2 separate regions of the Mus musculus genome follow, and region 2 is linked to region 1. A link is a contact called in public HiChIP or PLAC-seq data. All regions are on one chromosome and are shown on one strand. Each heading gives the region's core, a stretch centred on a gene start, on an enhancer-like site or on the middle of the called end of the contact. The rest is flanking DNA. Distances are from core to core; before and after follow the strand shown.

Region 1 (3,739 bases), core at 84-2,583:
ATGATAGCCTCTTGCGTTTTCCAAGTCAAGTAAGTCAGTGTCTATAAATTCCATGGCCTTTCAGACTTCCTGTGATTCTCTGTGCACTGGCTTAGAAAATAATCGAGCTGAAATACAATGGGTCTCCCAAGCTGTAGGACGACCAGCTCGTCCAGACCCAGCATTACTTTCTTCTTCCTTCCAGTCATTAATTTGTACTGAGCACTGCCTTTGTGTCTTATACATTCTAAGTGCGGCAGTGATCCAGCTAAGTGTGCTTGATGCTTCCCTGATGCTCCTCTGCTTGTAATTAATACCCATCTTACACAGGTTGTCATTAGCAATAAATCAAAGGGGCAGGTCCACATCCATGGTTCCACTCTAAATATAGAAATGCATGGACCCCTCCCCTCCGTCTCTTAGCTCATGCTCATTAATTACCTAGAGATGGACAAAACCAGACATTTGGCCTGGAGGAAAACCCTTTCCGCGGAACTTTGTATCTTTGGCCAGAGTTTCCTTCATACCCATGGGATTTCAGAATGATTGTTTCATGTTTCTCTTGGGCCCTAATACTAGTGACATGAAACCTTTTTAATTCCTGTACCCCCTCCCCTCCATCTGCTTCAGTCACTCTCCCTACTTGCATGTTGTGATTGAATCTCTGCCTGCTAGGCTCTTAAGAGTGAGCCACAGAGTTCATCCCAAAATGCTATGCAGAAGCATCATCCCTGTGCCCAGAAGGTGCCAGAGCTCAAGCTGCTAATGAGGAGGGCTGGTCCTACAGATGGCAGCGAGCTCTAAGTCTTGTGGGTTGTGAGGCCTGGGTCACTTCCTAAGCCTGAGCATGTTTATCATACTTGAATATTGCTATTCTGCCTTCTGAATCAGCGGTACCACAACAGCGCCTGTGGGGTTTAGTTATTAGTCTCATTATCCTTATACCACAGTTCATCAATTTAAAGGTAGACACAGCTGAAGGAAGACTGCATCCTATCAACCTTATTTAACTCTCTCCACCATCACAAAGTAAAAATGTAGTCTTCCACCTTAATTCCCATTAAAATTGCTGAGGAGGTTCGTTTAGACAAGTGTATTCACACACACACACACACACACACACACACGCACGCACGCACGCACGCACACGCACGCACGCACGCACGCACGCACCCCAGCACATGCACACACACTAGCTTTATCCACAAACCTCTTTTTTTTTTTTTCAGTTATTCTAGCCATCTGTAGCTCCTTGCTGGATCACAAGTCATCGAGTCACTTGCCCCACCTAACATCAGAGCTTTTGAAACCTCCCAGGTGATGCCCACGCAAAGCACTGCTTTGTCTCTGCTGGAGCTGCATTCCCACACAGCCAGTGTGGGGACATGAGTTCCTGATGGTGGCCGCAGCCCCCACATGTGCTCTGCAGCTGGAGCAGCGAGGGTTGCTTTTGAAATGTTAAACATTCTTTTGCTTCTCCATCTCCTTTCTTGGCATGTGGCATGTTAGTGGATGGCTATATGTTCCCAGATATGATATTTAACAGATTCTCGCATCTATCTTAATGAATCAACCCCAGTGTGATACTGGTCCAGCAGCTTGAATCACTTCCAACTCAAACTTCTGTGGCCTTACAATATGATTAATTGCTTTTCATTGTTACTGCTGTTGGTTTAAACAGACCATAAAAGCTGACATCTGATCTCATGCATCAGATGTGTCTAAGCTATGACTGCTGACTGGAGTGCCCTCTCACTACACTTCCTGTCCCTTTGTAGTTGTAGCTGCAGAGCATACATTTCTTGAAGTTATTGTTAGCTATTGCTGAGCGCTGCTAACCCAGAGCTTTGGTAAATGCCATCTTCCATAGGTTCCTGAATCAAGCCACAGAACTCTACACAATGACCACAGTGGTGCCAGTCAACCATGTTTTCTTTACAACCAGCGCCATCATCGCAGGTGAGTTCTGGCTTTCCACATTCCACCACAAGTACAAGATGATCTCAGAGTCAAAGAAGGGAACAAGGAAGCTTTGGGAGCCTATGTCCCCAACCTGCAGCCAGCATCTGACTTCCTCCATACTCCTCTCCTTTGTGTGAATGCTCCCTGGTATTCTCTGCTTCCTGAGGCAGCTCAATGCTGTTTGGAATGACTCTCATTAAACGAATGTTCTAATGACATTGGCGTTCAAATGAGTTTCCTTATGAGTTCAAGATACTCACTGTGTTCTGCTTTCTCGGGTCTTCTGCTTGCAGCTCCTTCTATTCAAAGTGACTGAAAATTCCTTTTAAGTCTTGCCTCCAGGCCAAACACCCCCAATTCTCTAAACTCATCCCTCTGTGCCCCTCATCACTTTAATGAAAGAATGGGGTCCCTGCCCTAGTTTACCATTGCGAGGAAGGCATGACAAACTTGTGCATTTGCTATGTCCTCTCTTACAGCTCTTATATTTTAATGAATACTTTTTACATTGCAGAGATAGTAATGTTACAAAGAACAAACTTAAAATTTGGTCCAAATCAAAATATAATAGATTCAACTAAATCATTTATAAGTTTGATAATGATAGGTCCTGGCTCAGTAGCTTATTGATGTATTTGCCATTTTCTCATCAGGCTACTGATATACAGTCAGCCTCCTGCCTCTGCATCCCCTGTGCTGGGATCACAGATGTGTGCTACCAGGCCCAGCCCAGTGAACAGCTTCTTGAAATAATTTATACAACCTCTGTTTCCCAAATAAATATTGAATCTTGAAGAAATGCTTTTAAAAAAGATTATATCCCAAGGCATCTTTTTTTTTTTAAGTGTCTAGTGCTTTCTGGGAACAGTCGGTGAGAAAATACTGTGTGTTGGTACATCCTAGAATTATCTGAAAGTTAAAATAAACAAAAAGTTACAGGCATGGCATACAGTTTAATAATCAATATACAGAAAAATATAAAAAAAAAAAATAATGTAGCTCCCCGAACAGAAGGTTCTTCAGCTAACAGGGCTGATATAATGCTCAGGACATTGAGCAAATGGTGATTAGGAGTGCTGGAACTTTCTGGAAATGATAACATTCATCTGATGCTATCATGTAGAATGACAGTTAAGCCTTTCACTGGCCATCTCCTCCCCACAACACAAGGTATAGCATAAAGTTGAAGTGACACCATTTTCTTCCTACTGAGTTATTACATGTGGCTGTATTACAGCAGCCAGCAAGGACAAGGCCGCATGGTCATAGGCACCCTCATGGGCCTGAGGAGGTAGGTCGGCTCTCCCAGAACTGAATCTCATGGAATTTATCAAGGACCTTAAAAAAGTTCCTTCTCTGCTTCTACAAGTCAACAGCAAAACCACAAGTGACCTGTTTTTAAACTGGGCAACGAACCTAAGTGGTTCTGCAAAGAAAATATATGTTTGCCAACAAGCAAATGAAAATGTTCATCAGAAATCATCAAGTAAATAAAATGAGATGCCTCTTCACAGCCTTTAGGGTAATGTCTATTTGGGGCTTGGTTTTTGTTTTTTTGTTTTTTTGTTTTTTGGGTTTTGTTTTGTTTTGTTTTGTTTTTTTGGTCTTTGTTTGGAGGACAGTGTCTTTCTATGTCATCGTGGCTGGCCTAGAAATCACTTTGTAGACCAGGCTGGCCTCAAACTGACAGAGATGTGCCTCTGCCTCTCTGCCTCTCTGCCTCTCTCTCTGCCTCTGCCTCTGCCTCCTGAGTAATAGGATTAATAGAATATGCCACCATGCCCAACCAAAGATTTAT
Region 2 (3,633 bases), core at 560-3,059, 1.6 Mb before region 1:
CTGATCCGTTTCTCTAGCCCCCATTTGGTTCTTTGAGACTGGGTCTCACTAAGTAGCTCTAGCTGGTCTGGAATACTAAACATAGACCAAGCTGGCCTTGAATTCACCGGGCCCCGCCGCCCAAGTTTTGGGAAAAATAAATCCTATTAAAATAATTAATCTGGGTGTACCTCCTGTGGAGTCTCCACTCTCTCAGCTCTCATTCTTAATAAGTCCACATGCACTCTACTTAAAAAATAGATAATCCAAAAGTTATTACTACTTTTATCGGGTCTTAGTCTTTATCAGTCCAAGTATTAGTCACTTCCTCTGCACATTTAGAACATGTGCTTGAAAGGATACATCTTTTAGTCCTTTTCTTGTACATTATTCTGTATCCACATTCTCTGCATCTGATGGGATCCCTGGACTTTATCTCATTTTCGGTGTGACACTCTGGGAAAGAAAGCACATTTATTCAATGCTTGAAAGAGAAACACTATGGGGGAAGCAAATGATAACTACAGATTTCAACTGGAGCAAACCAAAAGGCACCAAAGCATCCAAGTGCCCGATTATTGCCAAAACAGACCAAGGAGAAAGAAGGGCTGTAGGCAGTACACCTTTTCCAGATAAAAGGAAGAGATCTTAATAAGGGAGGGGGATTTTACATTAACAATCGCTAAAGTGCTCCACGTTATAATTTTACTCATGTAAGAGAGGATTTTTGGGTGGTGGTTGTTTTTTTAAGTAAAGCATTATTTAAATGAATGTCAATTTTACCTCCACAAATATATATCATTGGCTGCTGCTTTGGTGGTTGAACATCTTTCTGAGCGTCCATTGTTAGTGCCTGAAATCAGAGACAAAGACTGAGTATCAGGGTCTTCGCACAAAACATGCCTCTTTTTTTTTTTTCTCAGACGCAATACAAGGTTCTTATTTTCCGGCCTTAGAGAAAAACGCAATAGAATGTTTGCCTAGCATGCAGAGGCCCAAGGATAAATACCCAGTATTACAGATGGGGAAACAAAAAAAAAAAAAAAAAAAAAAAAAGGAAAAGTCGCAATTCTTTATCTATACCTATAGTTCCCCCAAACTGTGGTGTGGGCTGGGTCTTAAGAATAAAACACATTTTCGCCGGGCGGTGGTGGCACACGCCTTTAATCCCAGCACTTGGGAGGCAGAGGCAGACGGATTTCTGAGTTCCAGGCCAGCCTGGTCTACAAATCGAGTTCCAGGACAGCCAGGGCTACACAAAGAAACCCTGTCTCGAAACAAAACAAAACAAAACAAAACAAAACAAAACAAAACCCACAATTTCAATAATAATAAACACCAGGGGGAATGTTTATTACAGTCTTCACGATCCTAGAGTGTATTACTCTTTACACAAGAGTAATACACTAATAGGCTAAGGAGAGGTTTGTTTGCCCAATCTCACTCCTCAAAGGAATTCAGATCTGACCTAGGAGCAATAGCTCCATCAAAGCTTGTCTCGAGACTAACTCCACCGGGGATCTTTATTTACGCGCTTGGTTCTTTGAAAAGACTTTGAGAGTCTTCACTTTGTAACCTAAGCCAGGCTCAAAGTCAAGGCGCTGGTTGAAGGCGGAATTCTCCTACCTCTGCTTCCAAGCGCTCAAATGGCAGGAGTGTGCTACCTCTCCCGGCTGCCCACAAAGATTTTAAAGCCAAGTGTCTCTCCTGGTTTTGCCACAAATTTACTTCCAAAATCATCAGCCGGAGACTCCCTACCTCCACAGCTGGAAGAAGCGTCCCTTCTCTGAGCACGCAAAAGCTTTTTCCGGCGCTGCCTCGCCAACTTCCGGCGCCGATTTATGACGAAACGAAGCCCCGCCCCCTCTCCCTCGCAGTGCGGGGGGACTGGCGCTTCTGTTTCTGAGGCAGGTTACAGCGTTTTTCTCCTACCTGCTTCCTGTGGGGTTTTGTTTTGTTTTTATTTGCCCTTCTCTCTGGGGTAGCAAAACATCTCCACAGCTCGGCATTCGAAGGTTTGTGCTTGTGTAATGGCAGATACAGGAGGAACCCAAGACAGGCAATGCTGGAGTCTTAACCGACCCGATGCTTAGGCGAACACCAGCAGGCTACCCTACCAATACTTCACGATTTGACACTTCGCACATGGCGGTTTTCAAATTGTTCAATGCCCGTGTGGGTTTTTTGTTTGCTTGTTTGTTTGTTTTCAATTTCCAGTTCTCTCCTAGTTTCCTGTCACCTCTCTTTTTTATGTTGGGGAGTGGAAAGAGAGGGAAAGGGGAAGCCCAGGCTGAGACTGCTCTTAAACCCGTACAATCCTCTGTCTTCGCCGCCTCAATGCTGAGATTAATCGCGCAAATCACAACGCCTGCCATCTCCCTCCCTTTTTGAAGCCAAGGCTTTCTTACGGCAGCTCCATCAATTACTTCGACTAGTTGGTGGCTTTAGCTTTTCTCTTAGTACTCTCCTTCCTGTGTTTGACCAGTTCAGTAGAGTACAGGTGTGTGTTCTCACACATCAAAATTGGAACTCAGTAAAACACATCTGTTGGGTTCAGGACGTTTACATTCAATTATTTCACACCAGTCGTTTATTTTAATAATAGGATGGATAACCTGAAGGGATTCAAGTAAAAACAGTTGTTAACTATTAAAGAGATGGCTTCTCTCCCAGTGGGCACTCTGGTAACTTAGTAAACTACTCTCCATTCTCCATCCATCAAGAAGAACTTTGAGCTTTGTCTTTCATTTCTAGTTCAAACCTTTGATATTCACAGACCATCTTGAGAAATTCCAGTCTTCCTAGATGACAATTAAATTTGTTTTTTTAGAATTGCTGGCTTAATAAGCAGTAATTTATTACTTAAGCAGTAATAAAATGCTTGTTTAGCATGCATGAGCTCACAGTGATAATTTCTTTCAGAAGGAAATCAGAAAAACAGTACTTTCCAGCTTCTTCCTCTACATCCAGACTAACAGCATATTTTGACCAGCAGCCATGTTTCAAAGTACCCCTTCTCCTCAACAAGCAGGAAGAGGAAAACAAGTGTGCACACTAAACATCTGTACAATGACACTAGGTTAAGCCCATGGGTATTGTAAGAGGACTTCATACTGCAAGCAGATTTGAAGATTTACTGTGATTTGAGTTATGTGTGGATGCCAGTTGAGATCAGAAGAGATAGTTGGACCCCCCCTCCCAAACTGGAACTACAGACTGTTATAAGCTGTCATACCTAGATGTTGAAAACTGAACCTGTCCTCTGCAAGAACAGCAAGTGCTCTTAAATGCTGAGCTGCCTCTCAAGCTCTTGCTTTTTGTTTTTTGTTTTTTCTTTTTTTTTTTTTTCCATTTTTTATTAGGTATTTAGCTCATTTACATTTCCAATGCTATACCAAAAGACCCCCTTACCCACCCACCCCCACTCCCCTACCCACCCACTCCCCCCCTTTGGCCCTGGCGTTCCCCTGTACCGGGGCACACAAAGTCTGCGTGTCCAATGGGCCTCTCTTTCCAGTGATGGCCGACTAGGCCATCTTTTGATACATATGCAGCTAGAGTCAAGAGCTCAGGGGTACTGGTTAGTTCATAATGTTGTTCCACCTATAGGGTTGAAGATCCCTTTAGCTCCTTGGGTACTTTCTCTAGCTCCTC

Evidence for each region. HiChIP or PLAC-seq counts read pairs in DNA pulled down with a chosen protein or histone mark.
Region 2: a contact with region 1 is called in an H3K4me3 HiChIP or PLAC-seq map of embryonic limb bud, with 7 times the contacts expected there. The contact joins the promoter of Polr2k here to the enhancer-like site in region 1. A contact is called at or near these places in 9 of 39 promoter capture datasets (the C10 cell line, the HPC-7 cell line, cranial neural crest and 6 more), 1 of 115 datasets of contacts at active chromatin or transcription factors (embryonic limb bud) and 1 of 9 other capture datasets (liver).

What each region holds. Positions count from the first base shown.
Region 1 is chr15:34,580,920-34,584,658 of GRCm38.p6, reverse strand. It overlaps Nipal2 (NIPA-like domain containing 2), which reads left to right. Exons shown (of 11, transcript NM_145469.5): 7 at 1-29; 8 at 1,850-1,938. Among named protein-coding and RNA genes, the nearest start is that of Gm22208, 51 kb to the right of the region's middle. Within about 2 kb of position 1,333, at least 12 of the 459 cell types and tissues checked have an H3K27ac peak or open chromatin away from gene starts, as enhancers often do. A contact at or near this core is called in embryonic limb bud, where this site is marked.
Region 2 is chr15:36,172,186-36,175,818 of GRCm38.p6, reverse strand. Polr2k (polymerase (RNA) II (DNA directed) polypeptide K) reads right to left here and starts at 1,809. Exons shown (of 4, transcript NM_023127.3): 1 at 1,738-1,809; 2 at 763-832; 3 at 343-435. The coding sequence starts at 823.